Linked DNA regions of Dromaius novaehollandiae: region 2 is linked to region 1. The links are chromatin contacts, called in public Hi-C maps. All regions are on one chromosome and are shown on one strand. The core of a region is the stretch at or near the end of the contact, and the rest is flanking DNA. Distances in the headings are between cores, read along the strand shown. Region 1 overlaps ST7 (suppression of tumorigenicity 7). Region 2 holds the start of CAPZA2 (capping actin protein of muscle Z-line subunit alpha 2).

The links. Hi-C and Micro-C count contacts between places; a contact is called where the count stands out from the background.
Region 2: a Hi-C map of liver shows a contact between it and region 1, with 3 times the contacts expected there. The contact joins the promoter of CAPZA2 here to the enhancer-like site in region 1. A contact is called at or near these places in 2 of 4 Hi-C or Micro-C datasets (brain and liver).

What each region holds. Positions count from the first base shown.
Region 1 is chr1:24,186,790-24,191,526 of bDroNov1.hap1, reverse strand. ST7 (suppression of tumorigenicity 7) reads left to right here. Exons shown (of 15, transcript XM_064507367.1): 3 at 2,064-2,223. Among named protein-coding and RNA genes, the nearest start is that of WNT2, 89 kb to the right of the region's middle. Within about 2 kb of position 2,051, at least 2 of the 2 cell types and tissues checked have open chromatin away from gene starts, as enhancers often do.
Region 2 is chr1:24,331,374-24,336,110 of bDroNov1.hap1, reverse strand. It overlaps CAPZA2 (capping actin protein of muscle Z-line subunit alpha 2), which reads left to right and starts at 2,414. Exons shown (of 10, transcript XM_026097350.2): 1 at 2,414-2,568. The coding sequence starts at 2,530. LOC112981594 (a long non-coding RNA gene) reads right to left here and starts at 2,386. Exons shown (of 4, transcript XR_003258762.2): 1 at 1,283-2,386.

The sequences.
Region 1 (4,737 bases), core at 802-3,301:
TATTTATGTTCTGACTTCTCTGTGGCCATCTGTTTATCTTCCCAAGTTCTTGTGACCTTTATGTCTGCTCACTACTCACATAGTCCTTCTGTCTTCTCCCAGTAGACTGCTTTATTCTTCCTTGTTGATGTCTCATAAAATAGCCATTAAATTGTTTTGGGGACCAAGTGATCTCCAGGGCTGCCATGTCCATGCCATGCAAATGTGTGAACGTGTGTCTTCAAATGGCCAGCTAGATTCCCACTCCACTCCAGTGCAGCTAATGTGAGCTTCCTCCATATGAATGCTGTAGATTTTGTAATAACATGGCTGTAATTAAGGGATGCCCCAATGCTGAATGCATTAGTATTCTTTTTGAGAGGAACATTTTCTTACTATGCTAAGAGGTTTATTTTCAATTTTTTCCCTTTATGGAAAGGCTTAAAATAAAAAAGCATCTCTTGTCTACAGACAAATTCATGAGATAGAAGTCAGTTCAATTATATAAAGACCTCAGGAGAGCTTCAAAAAGGAAAAATATGGAGACTGTTTTGGTGATTCAGGTGACCATGGGAGGGAAAGTGTGGAGCTGAATCTGAACCTCTGTGCAGAATTTAGACTCCTAAGAGGCCTTCCATGATTTGGTTCTGTGCCAGCCAAGCAGAACTTAATCTACAGATCTCAGATTGTGTAGATCATGTGAATTTAATTCTTTCAAGTTTCAATAAATCCACTTGGTGATCTTGGACAGCTGTAGTAAGAATAAACAACCTGTTTTGTAGAGATTTCGTAAAAGGTTTCAGCACTGGCATAAAACATGGAAACACTGAGGAAAACAAGAAGAGCAAAGATCATTCATTCAAAATTTCTAGTGTAATCAATACTACAAAGTACTACCATATTCTGCAAAAAAAATTTTTGACTTATATTTACTTCTATTGGTATGTTGATGTTTCGTTGATGATTCAAGAGCAACTGCTAAATCCTTTAGGATATTACAAATATGTGTGCATTTATAATTTTTACAGTCAAAATCTTTTCCCTATTTGTATGAAATACTCTTCATTTTCAGGTTTTGTTTCCTGTAATATGCATATTCTTACTCAAGAATAGAATTTCTCTAGGAAAATGTCATAAATACATATTTAGGTATATAATTACAATTACAAGGGGATCTTTTAGGCTGTAGAATGATTATTCAAGTAGAACTATGTAAGTAATCATTTTTCTGATTTCCTAGCTGAACCAAAAACCTGAAAAAAAAAATAATTTGAATCAACTTGAGTCGGGGGATGGGGGGGAAGAACTCACAGTTCTGTTGTGGAAAAAAAATCTCAATCAGTAGGATTCCATTTCCTGGGTCTTGTTCTGTATTTTTAATATTTTTTTTAATTAAATCTGTTAAAATTTCCTACTGGGAAAGCAAGCAAAGCTGCTTTTCCTCGTGTTTTTCCACTGACTGTAGAGGGAGCTGGGGAAGGGTGAGGCAAGAGCACCCTCTTAACTTTAGCATCTTTGTGCCTAATCTTAGATGGCATGGACGTGGGCTTTTTCCAGAAGTCATTCAGAGGAACGTTCCTAACAATTTTAAAAGCTTTTATGAGAAATCATCTGATATAACATTCCGGGGGGATGGGGGAGGGCTTGCTGATGAAAGATTGAGATTTTCCACCTTTTTAAAAAAAGTTTAAAGCGCAGTGTTTTCATCTGAAGTGACTGGCTGGAATCAGCACGAGTTATGATCAAATTTAAACTCCACTATCGCACGAGTAAGCCGTCTGCCTGCCGTGAGGGCCACGGCTGGGGCGAGCGAGCCTTGGTGCTCCTTGGGCCGGGAGGGAGCTGGCGGGGCCTCGCTGGGCCTTTTCCGTCGCGGCGACCCCCCTCAGTGTGAGGAAAGGGCGGTGCTCGCTCCTGGGGAGGCCCCAGCTGGCTTGTTCGCGCTCCCTCCCCTTTAGAGTTCCCGAGAACCGCTGAGGGACGGGAAAGGTGCGGAGCAGCGAGGGGAGGGCGCCTGGCCGCGAGCCGTTACCGGCTGCGGGACGCGGGGCGCTGACGCGGCGCTGTGTGTGCGTGTATTGCAGATCTTCGAGTGGTGGTACTTCCGCAAGTACGGCACCTCCTTCATCGAGCAGGTCTCGGTGAGCCACTTGCGCCCTCTGCTGGGCGGGGTGGACAACAGCGCGCCCAACGCCGCCAACGCCGCCAACGTGGACGCCGACTCCAGCCGCCAGAGCGTCTCAGGTGAGAGGCCGCCCCCCTTCCCGCCCCCCCTCCCCCCCGAGAAATTCGGGTTTTTCTGTGAGAAGGGGGAAATATCCCAGGTGCCGGCCCCGGGCACAGCCGGACATTCGCCTCATCTTCGGGGGAAGTGTAACCGCCCCATCCTCAGGGTGCCCAAAGGCTCGCCCACATGGGAGCTTCTCTGCTTTCAGTCCTGCTAGCCGTTTCAGGGGAGACGCCATCTCAACCTCCGCAGCTTGTCTTGAAAAGCTAAAACGGTCGGTGGTCAAACACATGCATGATGGCTTTCTTTCTAATAAAGCTGGAAGCCCCCCCCCCCCCCAAGAAAAATACAGTGAAGACTGGCAATACGTACTGATTTCTTTAAAAAACTGGATGAAAAGTATATGGGAAATGGTGTGGAAACCATAGCTGTGCAATTTATGTTGTATAAAGCTAAGCTTTGCTTTTTAAAGTTCAGATGTCTTGAGTCACTTAGTATGGAGGAAAGTGAAAGCTGTTATTTGTCTAATAAGGAAAATAAGCCGGACTGTTGCTGCTTAAGGCCATGGACTTGCAGTAAATTGAAATCAGCAAGACTGTTCATGAACTGCAAAATTAGGTGCATGCCTGCATTTTAACAGGATCAAGGTTTAAGAGTATGAGGCCTGAGAGCTAGATTGTGGCTAAACCTGAGTAGTCACATACAGGAATTGTGGAAAGTTAAGAGATTGCCTGTAATCCAGAAACACCCACAAGTTTACCCCACCCACAGATACCATGCTCTGCCTTCCAAGCCTTTCATGCAAATAGCAGATATTCATGCATTGAGTAGACATTTGTGGACATCTCGGTCCAGTGAAAGTCAGTGGCCAAATGCTCTGAGTGCTATTCTTTGCCACTACCTGTCAAATTGGTGGCTGCTACAGGTTAGCTAGGCTTCCCTGGAGTTTTGTGGCTTGTCAAAATGAGTGTCCAACCCCTGCCATAGGCAGATGGTATAAGTATCATTTCATCCTGAGCCATGAGACCATATGAGGCTTTCTTTAAATTTGTTTTGCTGTCAGATAAAAGACAGAACTGCTTCATTAATTGCTCAGGATAATTATATCTTTCCAAACTCATGCAATGTTTATTGCTCCGGCTCTGTTATCATAAGGCAAATGCACGTTTCCTCTCCTTGTTCTGAAACTTCAGCTAAATCGCATGTGCTTTCTCTAATACCATTTCCAAAGGCAGGCAGTATTTTTACTTTCATTCTTTTACAGAGTCTTGCAGCATAGTTAAAACACTGTCAAGAAAATAATCAGGAAAAGATGTCAAGAATGCCCATCTGCTTTTGCGTTGCTTGATTCTTAGGGTAATGGAAATAGTGTGTAAACAACATTTGGATTTCACTTTAGTAGGTGGAAGCACAGTGGTTTTCAATAGCTTACGGGGTTGTTCCATTTTGCACTCAGCTAGTGATTTGATTTGTGACTTTGGGCAAGGCGTAATGCAGTCAGGTTTAAAAAATGAGTCCTCCATTTTAGGGTGCCTGATTTCAGGCATCTGAGGCTTGATTTTGTGAGGTTCCAACATTCACAGCTCCTGTGAATTTCAGTGCAAGGTATGGGTGCTGCAAAAAAAAGTTGATGGTGTCTGTTTCTGAATAAATCACGTTTTAGAAAGTTGACTTTGACGCTCTGAGGCCTCTTTTATATTGCATATAGTTTTTCTGAGTAAACATAAGACTGAGGAAGTGTTTTGAGAGCCTTACCTGAGCAGTATATATGTATGAGTTGTGATTTTTTTATTATGCATTTATATATTACTATAATGAATACCTGCTCATTTGCTCTGATGATAAAGATGATACTACATCACTTACGTGATAGAGGCAGCGAAGTGTCAGTTTTGCACTGAGACAGCTTGTGTGCCGTTACAGCTCTGCCACTGATGTTCCATCTCTGGAAGTTACTTAGCTGATGTTTCAGATTTGGAGATTTTCGTTGCCAGGGGATTCCTCTGAGAGGTAGGCAGCAAGAAGCAGGTCAGCCTGCATAAGATGAGTCAGCCTCTTGAGCACTGAACAGTAACTTTGTTGACTGAATAGGGATCCCAGGGGAACTTATGTCCTTGCTGGGGTGACTGAGCGCTACCTGAGTGGAATGGATTGAAGACTTGAGCCATGATTGATAAGGATGCTGAGCTACTGTTGCTTCTGGCTTAAGCTGTAGGTATTCACTGTTTGAGAAAGTCAGGGCAGGACTCTCTCTGTCTTCCTGATCTGTAAAATGGGGTTTAATGGTTTCAGCCTTAGATTTATGTCTAGGTCGTAATCTTAGTTTTGGAAATTAGTTTAGCTTTCTTTTAGGGATGTTCCCTTAGGATTTCATTAAATGGTTAGCTTTCATTATAACATTAGGATTTCATTAAATTTATGTCCTCTATAGGCATTTAAAACACAACAGAATTAAGAAATGAGGAAAAGTGTAGGAAACAGAACAAATCCAGTCAAGGAGAAAGCATTACTGTGATACCTATGTCTGTAAT
Region 2 (4,737 bases), core at 1,165-3,664, 140 kb before region 1:
CCTAGAACGATAGCCTTGAAAAATTCTATACATTTGGGGAATATTTTGCTATACTGGATGTGCCTACATCAACCATTGTGTATGCATACTCATGCAAGAAAAACACATGATGTCGATGCGCTTTATAGCACAACAAGATCGGTCAGCTGCATGTGACTACATCAAGCATTGTTAATGGATATTCATGCAAGAAAAACACATGATGTGGATGAACTTTATAGCACAAAAGATCTGTCAGCTAGAAGTTGGCTACATTCATACCACTAATCATGATCTACTTAGATGTATCTTGGCATCTCTGAATTTTCAGGTCAATGATCAGCTCTTCTTTGCTCACCTTGAGCAAAGTACACCATGTTTCACATTAAGAAACTAGTATTTTATAAATATCAACAAAGAGTTATCACCAGACATACAACCCTTCCACCATATTTCCTTCAGTCTGAAGTAACAATAACAAAGTTTTTCTTCTTACATATTAGAAATAGACACTTAAGAAGTTCACCGTATTCTCTAGCAAGATTGGGTGGTCTACAGCAGACCATCATTCATTTAATGAATTAGAATTTCAACCTCTAAATAACTAAGATCTTGTTCTTCTGAAATGTATCTGATCACTAAAGGCCACTCCAGTATAATACACTAGTCCTTTTACCCCTTCTGTCCTCAGGAACAAAGTCTGCACTATGAATTTCAACATCCCAAGCACAAGACTCTACCAACTAACTTTGTTACACTAATCATACTATAATCTTTCTCAAGCTCCAAATTGTCTTGTGCATTTTACATTCCTATCATCAATGCGCAGTAAACTGAAAGATGTATCCTTTACAAATAATGTAACGTTTGGGTTCATTTCATAATACTTTGGAGTTGTCATATATTAAAATGTGGTATAAGGATATCTCTGGCATTAGTCTCCCTTTTTCATTTTATTCTCTCAGCTGCCCTTGATAGTTTATCATCCAAGAAATTGGTATCCCTACTAGTAACACGAAGAATATAGGCACCCAGCTCTATTCAGAGTTTATCCCGCTGTTCCATAAAACCCAAATATCCTATCTGGCTAAGACGAGTACTTCCCATATACTTCCTACTTCTGATCAAGGAACAGGAAGGAGTTCTTGAAAAGGTCATCTGGCTGTTCTCCTCCTTCGGTTTCCTTTTTAGGCCTCTAAAATTTTTCAGCTGCTATAGAATGGAGTCTGTTGCTACCTCAGTGTTGCCAGAATGGATCATTACTAAAACAGCTTTTCCTGCTTATCTGTTTTTCCAGCCTGACCTTGTGTTTGCTCCTGGAAGAAAACAAAACTTCCTGCTGTCTACTGGACCCTTGAAGAATAGTTTGACAGCCCTGGTTAGGAGGGGATCACTGAGGAGGACTATCTTCCGAGCAATACTGGAAGCTGAGGAAACATTCCCCAGGAGTAGCAGTATGTATTTGCCTTGCTCGTCCACCATTCCCTGTGCATCCGCTACCAGTCACACTGTTGGAACAAGTTACAGAATTTCATTTGTCTGAAATCCATGGTCTGAGTTAGACAAATGTTATCTTTCCTCTATTACCGCTTTTCTGGAAACTCCATTCTGCTACCTCTTCTTTCAGTCAGTTATTAAAAGCCATATATCAAATATCCCTCTGGGCACCTGCAGGTCCACACAGCCAGAAGGCATTTTTCAAGTTTCTTCTTTCAGTGGTAAGAAATTCCCAGTCTATTTAATGTTGTTCCTACATTCATTTTCTATGTCCACTGCAAGAGCACCAACCACTTTACACAGTCTACGTTATCCTTCTTTGTTGCTGGCATTGAACTGAACTTTCCGAAGTTCCTTCCAACAAACTTCCTGAAATCCCCAAACATTCTCTTGTTTGAAACTTGCCCCATCCAAATTCTCAGCTTCGCTCTCCACGGGCAGCAGGACACACTAACCCATACCGGGCTCGCTGCTGAGCGGATGTCTGAAATCTGGTAATTTGTACTCCTGCCCGCCCACACAGATTTCCAACGGACGCACTGAAATGCGTCACTCCACGACTCGGAGAGGCCGGCAAGCGGCAGCGAGCGCAGGCCGCTCGGCCGGACACGGCAGGGCAGGACAGCGCAGGGCAGGGCAGGGCAGGGCGCTCGCCGCCCCCCGCTGCGCCCACAGAGGCCGGCGCTGCGCAGGCCGCGTCCCAGCCACCCACCACAGCGCCCACCGGCACTTCACGCTGCGAAACTACAGCCCGAGCTGGGCCAACAGATCGCGAGCGCTCCCGGGTGCGGGGATGGCATTAGCCATGGGGTGGCGGGCCGCGCCTACCCCGGCGGCCGCGCCGACCGCAGCCGCCCCGCTGAGGTCGTGAGGCCGCGGCGGCCCCGCCCCCCAACAGCGGCCCCGCCGGCGCGGGCGCTGGATAGGCGCATGCGTAGTGACACCGCCTCCCCAGCGCGCCGGAGCGGGGGGAGCGGGCCCCGCCCTTCCTGCCTGGGAGGGAGGAGACGGGGGCGGCAGCCGGAGCGGCGCTGCTGGGAGCCAGACGGAAAGATGGCGGACCTGGAGGAGCAGCTGTCTGATGAGGAGAAGGTAGGGGCAGGCGGCGGGATGCTGCGCCGCGGCCGAGCCGGGGCGCCCTTTTGTCCCCTCACTGCCCGGGCCATGAGGCCGCGGGGCTAGCTCGGCCCTCGCCGTTGGGGGTCGCCGGCAGCCGCCGCGTTTCGTATTTTTAGCTTCTCCCTGTGCCCGGGCCTGTCAGTCAGGGGGCGGGAGGAGGGTCGGCGGGGGCAGGGCCGCGCCGGGCAGCCCCCGCCGCTCCTTGTACGGTGCGAGCCCGGCGGGCAGGAGCCGGGCCCGGCGGGGGCGGTTCCGGTGTCCGGCGGCGGCCGGCCGAGAGGGCAGCGGAGCGGAGCCGCCGGCCCTGCCGCGCAGCGGGCACGGTGACGGGCGGCGGGGTGCGCGGGGACCGCAGCGATGGGGGGAGAAGCCACGCAGGGACCGTCCCCTCCCGCGCTTCCCGCTCCCGCCGCGCCGGTGCCAGCTGGCTGCCCGGGCGGCAGCGCTGCTCTCCCCGCGGCGGGCTAAGGCCGCGGTGCGGCCGTGCCCTCGCGCACCCGCCGCGGTCTCCGGGAGGAGCTGGGATGCGGGAGGTCCGGGAGAGGAGGAAGGGGGGTGGGGACGGGCAAAGCTTTTTTACTTCCTCTTGAGAGAGGCAGCAATTGGGGAAGCCTGAGGTCGGGGAGCAGGCGGTTTGCACTAACGAGCTGTGTGCAGTCTCCGTGTGGCTATCGGAAACTTCTTAAAGACAGATTTTCCTGAAAATCCTCTCCGAGTGGGGTGTCTGGTAAGACCCCAGTTATCGCTGCTCCGTATCTTCTGTGGGATCCAGGCTCATAGCAGCTGCCTGCTTCAGAGCTAGGGTGTGGTGGCTGTGCAGATGATGGTGCACTGCCCCTGTCTTTATGTAACACACAGTGTCATTCATATCTGATAAAAACATAGGTTTATATGGCTGTGGAAGCTGCTGAGATGATTTAAATGTGGGAGGCATTACCAAAATGGTGTTTGAAACTTCTCTGAAGTTAGAAGAAGAATGTTTGAAATGTCTAACTGGTGGTGATGGCACAGCAGGCTTTCTGCATGTTTGAGGTTAACAGGGCCACGTTTTGGAACAAGAGATGCACTGATGTGCTAAGAGATGCATAGCTCCGGGATCTCACTGTCTCTTCCCAGCAAGAGGCTTTAAAACTATGTCCTGCTCTATGTAATTCACATTCAAATACCACCTCTGTGTTGGTACAAGAAGTTATGTAAGCAAGAAGTATGTGTGGTAGTCTGTTATTTTGTCCTGTAAGAACTTCTACAAAATAACTCTGATGCACTGTGTTGTGGATAGGAGTATGCTTGAAAAAACTTTGTCTAAAAGTTAATTTGTGGTACTATAAGATACAGTGACAGCTTTATTTTGCCTCTGTATAAGCTGAGAAGCACTGCCCATGCTTCTGTGACTGATATAGTTAAGTACTGGACTTTCTTCTATCCATTAATTCCAGTTTCTTTTTTCCCCCAAAATGAGCGCAAACGTTCTAGAGTCTCTTTCTGCCTCAGCCTAAGCGAATGGAATCTGCATTTTTCCACTGTACACTTAAGCTGGCCTCCTTGTAGAGCGGCTGGAGACTGGCAAAGGAGATATTTTGTCTCATATGTATTCTCTAAGTGGGATCTTTCCTACCCTTTGGTCCAGCCTTAGCTTAATGTGTTTTGCTGCCTCATCTTAAAAGAAAGCAGAGGTGCAGTGCTTTCATATCCGTTTTAAAGTTTTAGCAACTCAGAGGCCTTGTTTTTTATTCTCTTTTCCCCCCCGATCCTGCTAAATGCAACTTTCCTGCCTCTTCTTATTTTTCTTTCCCTTTTTTCAGTAATGATGCTGTTAATTCCTTTGTCCGCTTCAGTCGCATATAAAATTGATTGTCCTACGTGATTGGAATTTTCCAAGCCTGGCAGTCTCTTTTATTGGCTAATAAAACAAAGATGGGTAATGCTGCAAACTCTTGCAAAAGCAGGCAAATGTCCATGCAGATCTTGTGATACCTAAAGATTTTCAATTTCCATAGGAGAGATACTTGCCTTAATTTGAGTTAATGTGAACATTTTAGAAGGTGTATCAGATTTAATGTATTTATCCATTCTAAAACAAGTGTTCGCTGTGTACTGCAACTCCCACCCAGTGCTCAGAAAGACTAGGGTCCCCAAAGTGTT